2 separate regions of the Mus musculus genome follow, and region 1 is linked to region 2. The links are chromatin contacts, called in public Hi-C maps. All regions are on one chromosome and are shown on one strand. The core of a region is the stretch at or near the end of the contact, and the rest is flanking DNA. Distances in the headings are between cores, read along the strand shown.

Region 1 (4,261 bases), core at 1,428-3,927, 380 kb before region 2:
ATGAATGACTTCTTCCATATCTCAGCCGGGAGTTGGGGGTGGGAGGGGGGTGGGGGGAGGTTAGAGTTAACACGTAACAGATGAAGAAACTGAGGCACGGAAAGGAACTGAGGCTTCTTCCCCTAATTATTCCCAAGAGGCAGAGGCACAAAGTGACAGTGGAAATTCACTCTAGTGTCCTGTTAATTCTACTCGATTTCAAGTACTTGAATATCCATGGCATTTGTATGTGTGTTTATGTATTAGTGTGTAGGGTGTGTAATGGATGCTTGTGGGTATAGATGGGTGACAGAAATCCATCACAACACTAAACAGAGTAATTAATCCATGTTTTCCCCATGGCTAGGCAAGCAGCAAGCCAGAGCAAGTGCCACCTAACCCATGTTCTCAATGGGGCACAGTGCCACATGGCACTTTATTTTGGTGTGAATACTTTCCAGTCTGATTGTTTTCGCTACCATCCTGTCTTTCTGTCATTATTTTGTATTCTGGCAAGTGGCTTTGACTTGTGTTCAAGTTATCAGGACACTAGGTGCCCAGCCAGTGGCAAGGCGGAGTCTATATTGCTTCACATATATAAGGAAGAGGAAGTTTTGAGGAAGATGGTGTAGGGTGACAGTCAAGTGGATGTGCATTGTTATTCATGATTTAGGGAGCCCAGGGAATTGATCTGCTTAATGTGTTAGGGTAGAGCAAGAATGTGTCCCTGGCAGCAGGCATCCTGCATCACCCTTTAGGAGTTTCCACTCCATCTCTGAGAAATATATGCCTTTGCTGGGTATGAGGAATTCGATCCAACTACTTGTCAAATGCAATATATGACTCTTGTCAACAAATTTTATTATTGTCTTGATTTTAAATAAAGGACTAAAAGTACCTTGTAACTGGTCAATTGCCAAGATTGAGTAGACTGGAATTCTAAACATACCTACATGGAAGGCCAGCCATGAGCATTCTGTGAGCTTTCACTTGCTCGATCTTTGAGTGACTTATCTAGACTCAATACCAGAGTAGTTATTTTGAGATCTGGGTCTTGGGTTTATTTTCAGATTTCTGCCCTACATTTTGTTTCCAATCCATTTGCCTTGCATCCAAGGATATTGTAACCAAGAACGATGTGTTTTGATAACATTTCTTGTTATATGTCACTGCTGACATCCCTCTAACATGCAGGGAGAGTCTTAATTTTCCCTTTGTCACAATGAGTAGAAATGATGACATGTCCTAAACCTGCCTTAATTGGTAATTTGCAAATTTGACACAAGATCTTAGTCCAAATTACTCAGGCCTGCTGGGCTGCTCCTCGCCCCTTTCTGCCTGTTCTTAATCCTCTCCTCTGTAATTGGTATTGAGCACGTGGAGCCCCTGGGGACAAATAACAGCATCTGAGGAAATTACCTACATACAGTCTGACCTCTTGTGTGCTTTTGGATGCCAAATTAAGACATCCGTCTTTGAATGGTGGGACAGTTACCTGGAAGAAAAGACACTATTTTTTCCATAATAACATTTTTATACACCGTGCCCAAGCGCTGGCACACCTAGCTGGCAACTTGTTAATGATGATCAGCATTGTCTGGCCAATAAACCTGAGTCCAACCACAGTTATTTCCAAAGCAGAACCCGATTCCATGCCTTCGCTCTCTAGTCTTTCCAACCCTTCCCATCTCCCAAAGTGGCTTAACTCCTAAGACCTTGATTGACAGGAAGACCAGGACTTCTGTCAGTGAACTATTACAAGATTTAAATATGCTCAGGTTTGATGATCGCATTTGCTTTTAGATCGTCAGAAGCCCCAAAATAGTTGCCCGAGCTCCATCAGCTGCTAGACACAAAGAGCCAATCCAAACACAATGCATTTGAGACTGGGTACAAATGGTCTTTGGTGGATTCAACTGACTTTCTTCCTGCTAAGGTGTTTCTGTTCGTTGGTAGAGTGTGTCTACATTTGCACTCTGCTGGAAAACAGCTGGCCGTTTGTTGGACAAAGCAAATAAACAAACAAAAACAAAACGAAACAAAAAAACAAAAACAAAAACAAAAAGCAAGCATTTTGCTGTTATTCTCTGGTTCAGCTTCTTGAGTAAAGTTTCTAGTTGTCTTGGACAAGAACTTTTCAGAATTTCGTTTTAAGCAGCTACATCCCCCCTTTAAATAATTTTTATGGCAAGGAGCAAGCTTCATCTGAGGTCTCAAGGTGCAATCTTGCCAACATTCCACAAGGGGACTTTGAGGAAGTTCTACTGTTAGCTAGCTTATCTTCCTGAGTTCTCCCTCCCTCCCTCCCTCCCTCCCTCCCTCCCTCCCTCCCTCCCTCCCTCCCTCCCTCCCTCCATTCCTCCCTCTCTCCCCAAACACAGGAAATCAGCAAACTCTGCAGAACAAAATGCATTCCATGCAAAACAAATTGTGCAAATCTGGGCCAACGTTCTGGGCACCTGGGTCATGGTGCCTGCAATGAGCCTGGCTACCCTGGTACCTAGCCGGTAAGTCAAAGACAAGAGTACACATAGCCTGGGAAGATCATCTGTATGAGGTAGCTAGTAGGGACTCCAAACATCAGCCATGAAACTGGCTGGCCGCAGAATTAATAAGCTGCATTTGGTAAGTCTGTGTTCTTAGGGTAGCTAAGAGTTTTATGTTTGATACAGATGGTGTTTATGTAGAGTTTGCGAGCTCAGCGGGAGAAGCAGTCGTAAAACAGACTGGGGTTTGGTACAGTTAGCACAATTAGTATTGTATAATTGAATGCCATAGCTATTATATAAAAATATTTTAAGAAGTAGGCTCTGCTCAGACTTCCACAGTCGTCCTTAATAATAAAAGATGTGATGTAAACATCGTAGCATATTCTATGATGCTGTTTACAAACTTACTTAAGGTTTGGCAGAGTTACAAACCTTGTCTGGGCTCTTTCTTCAATTGGTAAAAGCCAGTTCCTCTCAGGTTCTGTAGCAAGCTCTGTTTGTAGTCACCTGTGAGAGCTCAGAAGCCAGCATCATCAGGCCACCCACATGAATGGGTAGATGTAGATAGCAATATTTTAGCATTTACAAGACATAGAAAATTGCAGACCACTCTTTGGGGAATGCCATTCCTCCACACCAGCAAAGGAAGCTTAGAGTGACCCAAATTGTGACAAATGTCACATCAGCATGTGCTTACATTAATCTTTCTCGGTAGAAATGATGAATTTAGAAGATTTGGTTATTAGATACTATTTCTTCTAATAGAGGAATGTGGTGAGGGTGTGTTCCTCAAGTCACAGCAAGCTTCAAAACAACCCTGAAGAAAACTCACTCATTAAGTTTTAAGTAAAAGTTCCTTTTAATTATGTTTATAAACACATCTTTGTTCCTGAACAAAGCAAGGGACAGCAGTGGGTTGGGACAAATGGCTTCAGTGGTAGCCTTTTAGATTTGTCTGTGGTATGAGCATGCGTGCAGGCACGTGAGCGTGATGTTTATGCTTGTGTGGGTCAGAGGTGCACGTCAATTGTCTTTCTCAGTCACTTCTTCACTTACTTCTTTTTCTACTTGAGACAAGGTCTCTGCCCCTAGAGCTTACAAACTGGGCAGGCCTAGCTGTTCTGAAAGCCAGGGCTTCTCCTATCTTCACCTCCCCATGGAGAGTGTCTCTCCTGAAACAGTCAACCACACTTAGCCTTCTCGATGGGTGCTGGGCATCCAAACTCGGGTCTTCATGTTTGCTCAAGAAGCATTTTCTTTATCACTGAGCCACTGCTCCAGTGCCGAACCCTTTTCTCTAAAATTCCGTGGATGGTCGCAAGAATCCTTGCTGCCTCTTGGTCCCTCTTCCTCAGTGAACTCTTTCCTTGAGACCCAGGACGACTGGTAGGCTTTGACAACTGGAGGCAAACACTGTGGCTAACATTCTGATTTTTCACTATTAGGACTGTGGGGTGCAAAGAGTATGTGCTGTGTGAACATTGCTCTTGTTTCTGTGATGTCTGATGCAGAGGAATGAAAGAACATGGAGAGCATGACTAGTCCCAGTTCATCTCCAGGTGTCCTTATGACAGTACCCTGGGATGTTTCCCTGCCTGGCCTCAGCAGACAGGACATCTTGTGCCTTAGATGTGAGAGGGTAAGAGTAAGTCCCCTTCTTATGTTGGAGACCAGTGCTTAATGCTCCAAGCCCAGATGGAAACAACCTGTTTCAGCGGGTGCTTCCGCATGGCCCGCTGGTTCAATAGGAGGAGGGAGGGGACAGATGGCTTTAGTACCTCTATGCCTGACTC
Region 2 (4,410 bases), core at 1,350-3,849:
GGATCAGTGAGTCCAACAGTGTGGTCATTCATACAAGATGAGCGTCTTTTCATCCCATGAGTCCATCTACCATTTACTAAGATCAAGGCTTGTGTCTCACTGAGACTGCACTTCACTCAAGTCTTGCTCCCAATGAGAAGAGCTTGTTGTTCTAATTGGCTTGAAAGTAAATCCCACTCTGTTCCCTTGGGAAATCTGTAAATGCCCAAGGCTCATCTTGTCCTTCCGCATCACCATCCAGCCTTATCCCCTTGAACCTTCCTCACTACTGGAGCCAAATGACCTGTTTAAAATGTAATTCTAACCACTATTCTTCCCAATTATTGTCTTCCAAGACCTCTAGCATAAAGCTCAAATTCCTGAGTCTGAAAAGCGTTCCCCTGTGATGTTGTCCTCAGCTTAGATTTTGCCAGCTGACTAGACATTTCTGTTGACAAGCAGTGGAACTATCCTTACCCAAGCATGCCTCCTTTGATACCCTTCTGTAGGATCCTCACACGGTTGTTCTTCCTGAGCCTTCAAGACTTTGACACTTCCTCCAACAAACACCCCTTGTGTATCCAGGATTGGCAAGGAAGATTTCCCTGGATAACATTGGTACCTCTGCATAGCTCCTCCTTCCCTACTTTGAAGGGATGCTAGCATGTAACTTTCATCCCATCACAACTGTTTGATTTCAGGGACAATGACTGCATTGTATGCCAAAGCTCTGATCCCTTCCCACAAGACTCCAGTCACAGTGTTTCTGGAACCTTCTGACAATGAGGGCCATTGTAGACAGAAAGTGGGAATTTACATTGATTTCCAAAAGGGGGAAGTGGAGTGTTTTCCAGGCCTACATAACTTAGCTGGCTGGACAGAAATTCCCATCTCCAAAGACAATGAAGCATCGTCTTCATTCTTGTACTCCAATACAGATGATACAGGGTTGCTCCAGTAAGTTACAGAGAAGGAAGGCCAGGGGGTGGAGTTGAAAAAGACCCCTTAAGATAAGAGTTTCTCCACAGAGCTTTAGAAAATGGCTAAGAGCTAGAGATGGGGAAAATTCAAGCAGGGCTAGGGAGGTGGTCAATGTAGTGAGAGGGTTACCAAAAGAAGATGGGAAAACACCCTGCATATACTGAGGTACCAAAGCACCGCTGATATTTCACTATCTGACCCTAATGTGAGCTACCGACCTCACTTCCTCCACTTCCGTGCCTGAACATCCAGCATTCCTCTTTTTCCCATGGGAGGAACACAGGCCTGACTGATTAGCAGAACTGTTAGGCCAGGATGGTTACCCTTGCTGAACCTCAAGTCTGATCTAGCAAGTCAGAGGGTGCTGAGGCCGAGATCTGGAGTAACATGGTATCGTAAGATCATGTTTGAAAAAGGGAAATTACTCAGTTGACAACATCATGACAAAGACCTCTAGATCTGCCCTTCATCCCACCCAGGATCCTGTAGGAGATCATCCTAGAACTACTTCCTCATCCCTGAGCCTTGAGGTCCTTGGACTTAGTAGGAACAGTTAGCTCTGGAAACCTCAGCCTGACACCCATATGCAACGTGGCCACCACCACTGAATTACAGAGCAGGCATTTCTTCCCAAGCATCTTGGCAAATGAATGTCTAACTTGGGCCATCTGGTACTCTAACACCCTCCTACACCACTGCTTAAAAGCAAGCGAACATATTTTCTCTTACATTTTGTCAATAAAATATTGCTCCCCCAGGCTGTCGGGTTGCCATGTTTGCAGCCCTTCAGCAAAGCTACAGCAGTTAGTGGTGGCACCAGCAACTGAAGCAGGGGAAGGAGGGTGTGACATTGAGATGGGTGGCACTTCAGCCTTTTGCTCTATGGCCCCTTCTTCTTGGGGCAGATGCTCTAAAGTGAATTCTTAAGGTATCTTTTCAAAGTGGAACCAAAATATTTGAAGACCTTCGCTGACCACTGTGGCCTTTCTGTCTATTAATTTTGCTGTGCTGATGGTAGAGCCAGTATCTAGCATTTCCAGTGGCCAGGTAGAGCCTGTACACATTTATTAAGATTAATTAAAAAGGAACAAATTGTAAAGTAATAACATTAACAACCAGTGGAAAAAGTATAGACGTTTTGACAGTCCCTTTGAATTTCATTACTCGATGGTCGTGACAAAACCCCAGAGACTATTTCTGCTTTACTAAAGAAATAGGTCACAGATTCAATTACAGTCACTGAAGCATGGACTCAATCTATCATGGCAAATTAAGTACATTTTAGCAACCTACTTTCCTTTAAAAATTTTATAGACACTTTCAGTGGAAGAAGAAAGACTATAGGCTCCAAAAGGAAGAAAAAGAAATGGCAAAAACTGAGCCCCGCCCTCTCTCTCCCCCAACCCCAGCTTTGAGTAAGCATTTGGCTTATTTGCTTTGGATATAAGACAGAAAATCATTAAGAAATACTCGGCTTGCTCACAATTATTACCTCTCCCCCACCCCCCGTTCATGGTTTAATGATGCAGATTTGGAAACAGGAGTGAGAAAATATTCCAAATTAAAATCTCCAGTCTTCAAAGGGAAGCTTTGTTCTGATGGCCCAGTCCCGCCCCTTTCTTTTCAAAAGAGGCTATTTGTACTTTATAGCCTTCATGCAATTCTTTCTTTTTTTCTGCCTTCTACTCCACACAGGCACATTGAGTTCATTTCAGGAAAGATAAATAATTAAATAAATAAGAACAGCTCCTTTGGCCTGTGGATATAGTTTAGCCGAGTGCAAATTCTGGGACAATGAAATCGCCTTTTGGCCCATCAAAAACCGGATTGCATAACAAGTGGAACTTACCAAGGGCCTCTTGTAGTAGACTGGTAGGGACTATTTTCAAGTTATAATGGTGGCTACCTCAGTGCAGAGTGGAGTGCTTAGCTTAAGCTTTGACAGTTGAGGACCTGAGTGGAAGTGCTTTATCTAAGCAGAAGGCTTTAGAAGACAAGGGTTAGTTTAGCTTCTAAGAGACAGCACCCCATAAACAAGCTCTCTGCTCCCCCCTCAAAAAAGCTCTCTGCTCCCCTCTGCCCCACAGTTCTGTCTTTTCTCCTGGTACTCTGACCACCTTTTCCTGATGTCTCGACACCATCGCAAACAAGCTAGGCAATGTTTTCTGATCCTCAGGGAAGCAATGGAGGATCTTCAGGCACCAGGTTTATTTTTCTATTGTCTCTCTTCTCCTAACCCCAAGGATGAATCTGCTGGCAGAAAAGCAGTGAAATAACATGCCTAATTTTAACTAAACATTGCATCTCATTTAGAAAATGGGCTTAGCAAAATTTGGTAAGGTCAAGATCGCATATGGTCAACCAACTTTCTTCCGAACATTTCAAATACAGGGCTGGGGAGATAGCTCAGCAAGAAAAGGCTCTTGTCTCCAAGCCCAGTGACCTCCAGAATCTAAGCCTGGGAGCCATCTTTGAAAGGAGACAGCCAACTGCCACAAGTTGTCCCCCAGTCCCCAGAGGCACGCATGCTCTGAGGGTGTGCTGATAGAACTTTAAAGACTATTGTAAATCTCCTGGCATTTATAGACCTCTGCTTCGGTGGTAAAGAACTAAGAGTCTTTTCTTACCTTTCATTCTTCCAACCAGGGGTAATAACGTGATTGGGTGACTTCCCAGTGTGCTTACAAAGTTCCAACTATGGGAGAATAGACATTTTTTATGTGACTCATGGGAAACAGAAAGGTAGAAGATTTGCAGCAAACTGTCCCTATCAGTTCTTCAGGTAAAGGTGAGGAACACATGACTGTGCTTGTCTGAATGAGCTACACTAAGCCCAAGCGGGTCAGAGACAGAAAACGATGCTCACATATAAGGGTTCCTGATTGCCCACCATGTTACTACATCTTTGTGCTGGGTATATAGAAGAGTTTCTTTCAACTGGTTCAATGAAGCAGAGAAGCATTTTCCATCTCTTGAGTTATAGTTTGTAGCATGGCTCTGTTGATATAGTTACCATAATGACCACATATATGTGCAAATGTGTAATACTCACAGAAATGTATATACTAAACATGATTTATAATACAGTCTTCAAGTTAGAGGGGTTAATGTATGATTTTTAGACTTTTAATGGTGAGCCAATGATATGCTTTTGAACTTGTTTACATTTTGATCTTTCTCAGATGGTGATCTGTGTTATTAAAAGACTCCCCTAATGCCGGACAGTGGCAGCTGGGAATTGATTTCTGTGTAAGTCAGCTTTTTGTCATTGTGACACATGCCAGGTGTAAGTCAACTTAATTATGAGAAAGGTTTATTTGGGGAAAGGTTCAGGCCATTGTCTGTTGACTCTATTGTTGCTGGCTTATGGGGAGTGAGGACAGGGCATGAGGTACTGTAGGATTACCCACCTCGTGGCAGCTGGGAGACAGAGAGCAAAACAATGACCTT

What was found. A called contact is a pair of places that touch in the nucleus more often than the background predicts.
Region 1: a contact with region 2 is called in a Hi-C map of ventral hippocampal neurons, with 2.4 times the contacts expected there. The contact joins two enhancer-like sites. A contact is called at or near these places in 3 of 484 Hi-C or Micro-C datasets (cerebellar granule neurons, cortical neurons and ventral hippocampal neurons) and 3 of 115 datasets of contacts at active chromatin or transcription factors (differentiating embryonic stem cells, embryonic basal ganglia and embryonic forebrain).

Annotation. Positions count from the first base shown.
Region 1 is chr8:90,238,702-90,242,962 of GRCm38.p6, reverse strand. No RefSeq gene overlaps it. Among named protein-coding and RNA genes, the nearest start is that of Tox3, 110 kb to the left of the region's middle. Within about 2 kb of position 2,677, at least 4 of the 459 cell types and tissues checked have an H3K27ac peak or open chromatin away from gene starts, as enhancers often do. A contact at or near this core is called in ventral hippocampal neurons, where this site is marked.
Region 2 is chr8:89,857,235-89,861,644 of GRCm38.p6, reverse strand. No RefSeq gene overlaps it. Among named protein-coding and RNA genes, the nearest start is that of Gm24212, 190 kb to the right of the region's middle. Within about 2 kb of position 2,599, at least 15 of the 459 cell types and tissues checked have an H3K27ac peak or open chromatin away from gene starts, as enhancers often do. A contact at or near this core is called in ventral hippocampal neurons, where this site is marked.